2 separate regions of the Danio rerio genome follow, and region 2 is linked to region 1. The links are chromatin contacts, called in public HiChIP or PLAC-seq maps. All regions are on one chromosome and are shown on one strand. The core of a region is the stretch at or near the end of the contact, and the rest is flanking DNA. Distances in the headings are between cores, read along the strand shown. Region 1 holds the start of mprip (myosin phosphatase Rho interacting protein). Region 2 holds the start of radil2b (Ras association and DIL domains 2b).

The links. HiChIP or PLAC-seq counts read pairs in DNA pulled down with a chosen protein or histone mark.
Region 2: a contact with region 1 is called in an H3K4me3 HiChIP or PLAC-seq map of gastrula embryo, with 2.8 times the contacts expected there. The contact joins the promoter of radil2b here to the promoter of mprip in region 1. A contact is called at or near these places in 2 of 4 datasets of contacts at active chromatin or transcription factors (embryo and gastrula embryo).

What each region holds. Positions count from the first base shown.
Region 1 is chr12:655,418-660,234 of GRCz12tu, forward strand. mprip (myosin phosphatase Rho interacting protein) reads left to right here and starts at 2,528. Exons shown (of 17, transcript XR_012387740.1): 1 at 2,528-3,294. It overlaps dhrs7cb (dehydrogenase/reductase (SDR family) member 7Cb), which reads right to left and starts at 843. Exons shown (of 7, transcript NM_001020657.1): 1 at 757-843.
Region 2 is chr12:879,682-884,498 of GRCz12tu, forward strand. radil2b (Ras association and DIL domains 2b) reads right to left here and starts at 2,283. Exons shown (of 17, transcript XM_073917997.1): 1 at 1,576-2,283. The coding sequence starts at 1,706. The region is part of intron 16 of mprip (myosin phosphatase Rho interacting protein); the gene reads left to right.

The sequences.
Region 1 (4,817 bases), core at 1,278-3,777:
TGTGTGTGTGTGTGTGTGTGCCTTTGTGTGTGTGTGTGTGTGTGTGTGTGTGTGTGTGTGTGCGTGCGTGTGTGTCTAGAAAAGTGGAGTGAGGAGCAGATCTATAAATAGCGCAGCTCTCAGCGCTGACACTGATACACCAGCGGCACATATTTGGATTCAGCAGTGCAACAGATCAGCAGAGAAACACACACACACTTGTCTACTGTACATACTGTATATTCTCTCCTCTTCCCCTAAACTGAACCCTCACAGCAAACAATCTGCTCTTTTACATCTTCACAATCCTTCATTTTGCATGATTTATGAGCCCTTTTTCTCATGGAGACCAGAGGAATGTCCCCACAAGGTCAAAATATACTGGTATTACTATACTTGTGGGGACATCTGGTCCCCATAATGTAAGCAATACAAGATACACACACCCTTACAAATCCACTGGAACACACACATCACAGCGGAGATTCAGTGACAAACAAAAAGACACAGAAACACACATTTACACACTTTCACACACACACACATTAGATCTGAAATTCAGTGTCAAACACATACAGACACTCTATTTCTCTCTCACACACACACACACATACAGACATATTACACACACTCATATGGACAAATACACACTCTCACTCACACATCAGTGCTGAGATTCAATGTCAAAGACCACACACACACACACACACACACACACACGGTAACCCCACATACAGCAGAGCAGACAGTAATCTGCTTTATTTGCAGTGTTCTTACCGTGTGTGTGGACGGTTACACCAGTCTCCAGGAGAAACGTGTGTGAGTCTGACTGTTCTCCTGCTCATTCAGACTCAGTGTGTGTGTGTGTGTGAGTGTGGAAATAGTGTCCGGATCACAGCTCTTTTAATAGCAGAGGCTCAAACACAGACTGACATGCTGAGAGCTGTTCATCTGTTCACACACTCTTCACACACAGTGTACGGTGGGGCACTATAGAACTGCTGCTTGACCACACAGACTATTGGAGTACATCCGAATATGTCATTCATTTATTTTATTTTCGGCTTAATCCCTTTATTAATCAGAGGTCGCCACAGCGGAATGAACCGCCAACTATTCTAGCATATGTCTTACGTAGCGGATGCCCTTCCAGTAGCAACCCAGCGCTGGGAAACATTTAAATATGTAGTTAATTAATTTAAATGTTAAAGTATCCTTGTGTTTTATATATACAGTAAATACACTCACTGGCCACTTTATTAGGTACACCTTGCTAGTACCGGGTTGGACCCCTTTTGCCTTCAGATCTGTCTTCACTGTCTTCGTGGCGTAGATTTAAGAAGCTATTTAGATTTATTTTGCTCCATATTGACATGATCAGAACTGTACGTGATTGTGTGTATATGTTTGGTCTCCACAGGGTGGCCTCTTCATTCGGGCCCGTCCTGCTCAAGGACTGTAAAAAATATGGACGACGCGACAGCCCTTTTTCCCATTGAACGCCTTGAGGGCAAAACGCCTGCTTGACGGGCACAAACTGTCGCAAAAGACTGCTGAAATTGGAGCCAGACATGCGCAGAAGGATTGTCTGATGGAGCCAGAGGAGGAGCCGCGAAAATGAGCAGAGTCGAGCTTCCAATCAAACGCTTTATGTAAAATCAACTACGCCCCCCGAACTTCTCAGCATGCGTTTGCTGTCATATCAACACAAATGGATGTAATAACGTTAACAAATATGAGGGTTTTATATATTCAATCGCGCCAGCTCCGGGCCGCAGCGCATAACTTACTCGCGGCGTCGCGGGCTGATTCCGGCTCGCATGCGGCAGCACCTGCTCGCTCGGCCGCCGCATCTGGCTCGATTGACTCGGGCTGGAATTGGGTAGTGAGTCCAGGCATCCGGAGTAGGTCCAGCAGAGGTAACATTAGTCAGTCTGAGCTCTAAGAGATAAGTCTCCGGCAGGCGAGAATCTAGCCGGAACTGTGTTTTGCTATCTGGGTGGCTAGGCGTGTATCAGCAAACTAATAAAGCCCGAAAAAAGCCCTGAACTTAGCGAATAAACAGTGTTCCACCAGGATCATGTATGTCAGAAACTATAGTTTACTGCTGAACTCATTTTGTCATGGTAAAATAACACAGAAATCGAATAATAACACTTCAGTCTCCTGCCGAAGCTCAGACGCCGCGCTTTGAGAAACTGTCAATTACAGCTGTCAATCACGATGACACGCCCAGCATTAAATTACTGCTAAAAACAAACTGTTTACAAAAATGAAGATCTGCACCTATTTCAGCACAATAACCAGTGCCTTAATCGACCAGAACTATCTTTCGGGACATTTTATTGCAAGTGTAATATTTTTTTTTATTTGGGCTCAAGTCTCCTTCATTAACACGGAGGAGGCGGGCTTTATGACTTGTACTGCAGCCAGCCCACAGGGGGCGATCTAACGGCCGAAACCTTCACTCAAACGCAGGCTTGCGGCACACTTGGTCCTGCTCCTGCTCAGATCTCGCGCTCAGTCTGAACTCTCGCGAGAGAAATCCAGAATTCCAGCAGCAGATCTACGAGCGTCCTCCTCCATTGGGAAGCTCGAGCGCCGCTGAGGAAGAAAACAGACTGTATTTCGCCCCGGTAACCCGTTCTCCGGTCGCCTCTGGCAGCTGATGGAGCCGTAGGGTCGAGCTCAGACATGCGCACTGCTGCTGCCGGCGGAGCTTCGCCGAGCACTGGCTTCTGATCCACCGGGACCAAGAGCCTCCATTAGCCGCTAACAGAGGAAACTTCAGCCGGGACCGAAGACCCACGGAGCTCCGTGTCTCCACACCGCCTGGAATTCCGCGTGTCCACCGGGAGCTCCAGCCTTCGGTCGAGCGCGGGAACACGTGAAGTCAGCGCTTTGTTTACCGCTTGCACAATTCCACCATTGATCGGGCAGAAATGCGATTAGAGAGTGGCTTTGTGAGGGCAGGCCATGAACTCCAACACATCAGGCCTGTCGACTAGAGATCTGCTTACATAAAGCGCTCGTCCTGCCGTTTAAACCGTTACCGGGGACCCGCCGCCGCCGTTACCGGTCATGTGTAGGCTGATGTCGGGCTCTAGGATCGGCTGAAGACTCTCGGGATTGTAACGGTCGCTCTGCTATTCGGTGCGGCATCGAAAACGCGCACAAACGGAGGAGCGAAAGATGTCGAGCGCGAAGGAAAACACGTGTAGGAAATTTCAGGCGAACATTTTCAACAAAAGCAAGTGTCAGAACTGCTTCAAGCCGCGAGAGCTGCATCTGCTGACGGATCAGGATCTCAATCAGGTATGAATTCGGTTTAGCGCTCGCCTGTGTGAACGCGCATTGAGGGTGAAGTTGGGTTTATTTTCGCACATTCGTTCGGTGACAACTGGTGATGACACGCTCCCTATAATGTTTACCATGCTACTTTGAATATTCAGTGTGAAATCGCATGTAAGCATGGCTTCAAAACAACATCAGCACTATTTAATTTACTGTAAACAATGTTGTACATAGTTATTAGCTGCTGATGTAGAATTTGCAAAGAATACTTTCATGAAGTTATATTATTAAGGAGTAAGTTTGAATGTGCGAGTATTAAATTAAATTTACCCCAATCTGTGAAGAAACATTGGGGTGACGTTAATTTTACATTTAGTTCAGTGACAACTTGTATATTATACATGCGTACATTGTTTACCATGATACTTTAAATATTAGGTCTAAAATCAGACGTAAGGTATGACTTCACAACAACATCAGCACTATTTGATTGACTCTGTGGACTGTGTTGTACTTTGATTTGTGTTTTCATTGGCTGATAATGTGGTTTCTCGATTTAGAATTAGCAAATACTACTTAATTATATTTGATTCAATTATATTAAGAAGGTGCAGTCTGAGTGTGTGAATATAAACCAACCTCACCCCAGGTGAAAGCGGTGTGGTGTGGTGTGTTGGAGAGTTTCTGGTTTTCATTAGCTGACAGCTCTTTATCGATCAGTTTGCAGTCACCGCTAATCAGTACAATCAGCCACCAGTTTTGTTTAGAAAGGGTTTGTCCTGTTAACTTTCAACTAGCGTTAAATGTTAACAGGATAGCGAGGCTTTTTACATGAGCGGCAGCGTTCTGCTGTATGTTTGTGTATGTTTTAAGATGTCCACTGATAGTTATGGTTGAGTTAAAGGGATCAATCACTCAAGAATTAAAATTCTCACTGTTTACTCCTCCTCAAGTGGCTTTTTTTCTTCTGTTGAACAATAAAGAGGCTACATTAAAGAATTCCCACAATTTTTAATCATCGAGTTCCTCTTTAGGAAAAGAAATACTATGGTAGTCAATGGTTACTTATCACTGAGGAAAATAAGTCAAGCATGTTTTGATTGAGGGTGAGAGTCGATGATGAGAGAAGCTTCAGTTTTGGGTGAACTGTCTCTTTAACATGTGCACTTTATATGTATCGTTGTTAGTAAACCACTTGGAACGTTTGGAACACTGTACTAACCAATCAGAAGCCAGCAGAGACCACTGCTGATTTCTGATTGGTCAAAAAAGTTTCGGTTTTTTGATTAATGCCTGTAAGTTATATCGTCTGCTGGAAAAAGGATGAATTCATTCGGAAATTAAATTGTTTTCCTTCACCTCATGATTTTGCTGAGTATGATGTGATCCTGGATTAACATCTATGTTCATCCTGGAACATCATTTTTGTGGGAAAATGTAATCCATACCTATTCCCTATGCCCAAAACCCAAGCATATCTATAGATTATTCACAAAATTAGAGTTGGATAACATTAGAAGTGCATAAATCGAACCGTGCGCTTA
Region 2 (4,817 bases), core at 1,033-3,532, 220 kb after region 1:
TGAATGAGTGTGTATGGGTGTTTTCCAGTACTGGGTTGCAGCTGGAAGGGCATCCGCCGCGTAAAACATGTACTTGAATAGTTGGTGGTTCATTCCGCTGTGGCGACCCCTGATAAATCAGAGACTAAGCCAAAAAAGAAATAATAAATAAATGAATATACAGTATAATACACTTTACTATTATTTATATACAATTTATTATACACTTTACTAATTTTTATAAGTGAACTTTCAGTATTTGTTACAGTATATATGTAGTATACTTATAAATAGTTCACTTATAATAAGTAGTATTGTAAACTGTGGTGTGTTGCATTGTAATAGTTGTAGATCACTGGTTTGTACCATTGCAACAACTGAAACACCACAACAGATTCATTCAAGAGCTTCACTATAGTATGCTTCGCAAAACAATGTAGTTATTTAGGGGTCATTAGGGGTCCTAAACAAAATCTCTTAGGGAGCACGCTTTCTGACTATGTTTTCACACAGATAAATGGGACGTTCAACAGTATTACTTTGTAAACGTTATGGAAATGCGACTTTTTAAATAATCTTGGAACATTCTGAAACAAGACGTAACATTCTGCAAACTACAAATTGAAACCCTTTGAAGATTTCTGGGTTGTTGTGTCTCTATGTTGAGTCACACATTAAAAAATCTAACATTTGTCCAGTCAAATTTAAATCACTCTTTTTAACCCAAACGTTGGGTTGTCCATTTTTGACCCAACATTTGGGTTAGAACAACCCAGAACTTTAAAAAGTGTGTAAAAGACTATAAATGATCCTGCTAATAAGAAATATTGACCGTGAGACATAGAAATACCCCATGTTTTCTTTCCTAATATCATCCACTGTAGTAAATTAGATGATCAATAAGTCGTATATGCTTTTACATTGATTATAGTTTTCATCATTAAATCAAATCACTTCTAACTTTGAAATGTTGAGCTATACATGGTGTTTTATGTCAGTTTAATGTGATTTAAGTAAAAATAACTCATAAGGTTAATTTGATTCTTCTTAAAAATTACGTTTCAGCACATTGTGACAGAAATGCTGCATGTACGCTCTAAAAATGTAGGCTGTTTTAACCCATTATTGAGTCAAATATGGACAAACACAGCCATTGTGTTGTTTATTTATTTATTTATTTTTGTTATGATAATGTTAATGATATATTTTAACCCAGATGTGGGTTTGTCCATATTTGAGAGTCATCATTTTCTAAATATAATAAGACTATGGTAAATAATAGGTAATGCTTTTAGCACAGTGACCAGTTTCCACTATGATTAACTAGTGGCTTATTGGCTGTTTAGTCTACTTCTAAAGCACATATTCTGCATTAACTGGCCTGATCTAAATACCTAAAAGCAACTTTTACCTTAATAATTAATAATAAGCAGCAAAGTATTGAGTTTATTGAGTCATAGATTATGGTTTATGAGCTACCTAATGAAGAGACCAAAGTTTTAAAATGAAACATAATACCCTAAGCTATACTGTAGATAAACTGTTGATATACCTTAAAGCTGAGCGTGTGCATGTAATGACAGAGTAGTTACTCACTGGACGGATCCATTGCTGTGTTTCCTCCTGGCTCTGGAAAATCTCCCGCGGGTCGCGCTGAGTCCTGCAGCCGCAGGTGAGGCGCCCGGAGGCGGCTTGGATGCCGGAGAGCCCCGCTCCTTCCCGATCATCGCTCCCGGAGCTTCGGTAACGGATCCGTTAGAATGACCGACGAGCACACTCCGTTAAACAACCGGCAAACATCCGTCAGGTCGACAGCAACTCTTCAAATGACATCTAGAAAATAAGTTTCTGCTGTTCACGAGTTCACGCGGCAACTCTGTGGGCATCAGGAGCGCGTTCCCGCACAGAAATGCTGCGCGTGCCTGTGATGCCCACACACAGATGATGTCTATGTAGGCACTTTACAGTGTATTGAGACACAAACATACAGTCTGAATGGGCAAATGAGGTGAAGGGAGGATCCGCATGACGCATTTCTGAGGGAAAATAACTCTCATTTTCCACCATTGAAGCAGAATTCAAAACAGTATATAAAAAGTGGCCAACAATAAAAATGACAGTCTAACAGAGTATTAAACTATTAGACTAGTAAAACTTTTACATAAACTACCAAACAGGCCTGCACGATTTAAAATAATCTACCAATAACTTGAACATTAACATTCACCCTGTAGGCTCCATCCATCCATCCATCCATCCATTCATTCATTCATTCATTCATTCATCCATCCATCCATCAATTCACCCTCCCACCCATCCTTCCATCCATCCATCCATTCATCCATCTATCAATTCATTCATCCATTCATCTATGCATCCATCATCTATTTTCCATCTATTATCCATCATCCATCATCCCATCCATCCATCCATCCATCCATCAGTTCATCCACCCATCCTTCCATCCATCCATCCATCTATTAATCCATCCATCCATCCATCCATCCATCCATCCATCCATCCATCCATCCATCCATCCATCCATCTATCCATTCATTCATCCATCCATCTATCCATCCATTCCTACATTCATCCATGCATCCATCCATCCATCATCTATTTTCCATCTATTATCCATCATCCATCTATCCATCCATCCATCCAACCACCCATCCATCCATCCATCCATCCATCCATTTATCCACCCATCCACCCACCCATCCATGCATTCATCCATCCATCCATCCATCCATCAAACCACCCATCCATCCATCCATCCATCCATTTATCCACCCATCCACCCATCCATCCATCCATTCATCCATCCATCCATCCATCCATCCATCCTTCCATCCATCTATTTAGCAATTTATCCACCCAACCATCCATCCATTTATCCATTCATTCATTTATTCATCCATTCATCAATCATCCATCAATTATCCACTTATCCATCCATCCATCCATCCAATCCATCCATCAAACCACCCATCCATCCATCCATCCATCCATCCATCCATTTATCCACCCATCCATCCACCCATCCATCCATCCATCCATCCATCCATCCATCCATCCTTCCATCCATCTATTTAGCAATTTATCCACCCAACCATCCATCCATTTATCCATTCATTCATTTATTCATCCATTCATCAATCATCCATCAATTATCCACTTATCCATCCATCCATCCATGTTCTTAACCTTCCATCCATCCATCATGTATTTGTCATTCATGTATTTCAGGACTCCACATCTCTAATACTGTTACTCCTCTGACAGAGAGTTTGGGCGCTCATCATTCTGCACGAGATCCTCATCTAGTGGTCAAAATAACACTGTGCAACACACTCACCACCAACACTTCAGATTGTGCCTCCTGCTGTCCACTTCAGGATTCACATCACACCTTACAATAAAACGGCTGAAATGTTTTTACCTCATTAGGCTGAACAGAACAGTCTTCTAGTTCTTTTCTAGTTCATTTTATATATGCTACTTTAAATAAGTAGTTTTATTTGTACACTGTAGCTTTTAAATAATAAATTCTAATCATCTTACAGACTGACTTTAACTATTAAAACTGATTAAAACCTATTCTCTAAAACTACAGGGTATAAATTACTACAAAGCAGAGTTTACTGTGGTAAAAACTAAAGCATACTGTATTACAGATCAGCTCACTGTAGTTAATACAGTAGTGCTGGAGCATTCATCAACCGAGAGTTGTAGATACTATAACAAATGCAGTGTAATGCACTTTACTATAGTATGCTTTAAAAACACTGCAGTGTTTACTATAAATTACTACAGTATTTTTTCATGCAGGATTCTCTAAACACAAGCCATCACACACATCGTGCTAAAGGTGCTATTTCTGTGTGTATAGTAAGTAACTCAACACACCTACAATAATAATAAGCCATGTACAGGACAAACACACACTTATTCAACAATGTGTGTACATACAAACAGGATCAACAACACTCTGGATCAGTTATCAGTGAATGCAGGCCTGTAGCCAGAATGGTGAAAGCAGTGGTTTATTTTTTTCTCAAAAACTGAACCTTTCTGCAGCTATTCGCCTCATTTTTCCTTACAAATTCCTTGTTTTACTCATTATTTTGAAAATACAACTTTCTCACATCAAATATCACTAGAAAAAAGAGGAATCTGTTAAAGTTTTACGTTAATAATGTTTAAGCATTAGTGCTCAGCATATATGAGTGCACCCCTCACAAATCTCTCTTTTAAATTCATATTTTAAATAGGATGATATACAATATTATATGTGTACATTAGATTAGTACTGAAGCCAAATCAGGAGCTCATCTAACAAAATAACTTACGATAACGCTCCAAAAACTAGAACAGCCAAAGAAATGTTATAGAAAAATATTAAATACAAATTTTAAAAGAGGAAAAATCAAGAGAAGCAAAAAAAAGGAAGAACTTTAGTTGAATTTTGTAGGTTGTAATTTATTCATTCATTCATTTTCTTTTTGGCTTTATCCCTTTATTAATCCTTTAATAATTACATTATGTTATATTATATTATATTATATTATATTATATTATATTATATTATATTATATTATATTATATTATATTATATCATATCATATCATATCATATCATATCATATCATATCATATTATATTATATTATTATTATTATTATTATTATTATATTATATTATATTATATTATATTATATTATATTATATTATATTATATTATATTATATTATATTATATTATATTATATTATATCATATTATTATTATTATTATATTATAGTATATTATTATTATATTATATTATATTTTATTATATT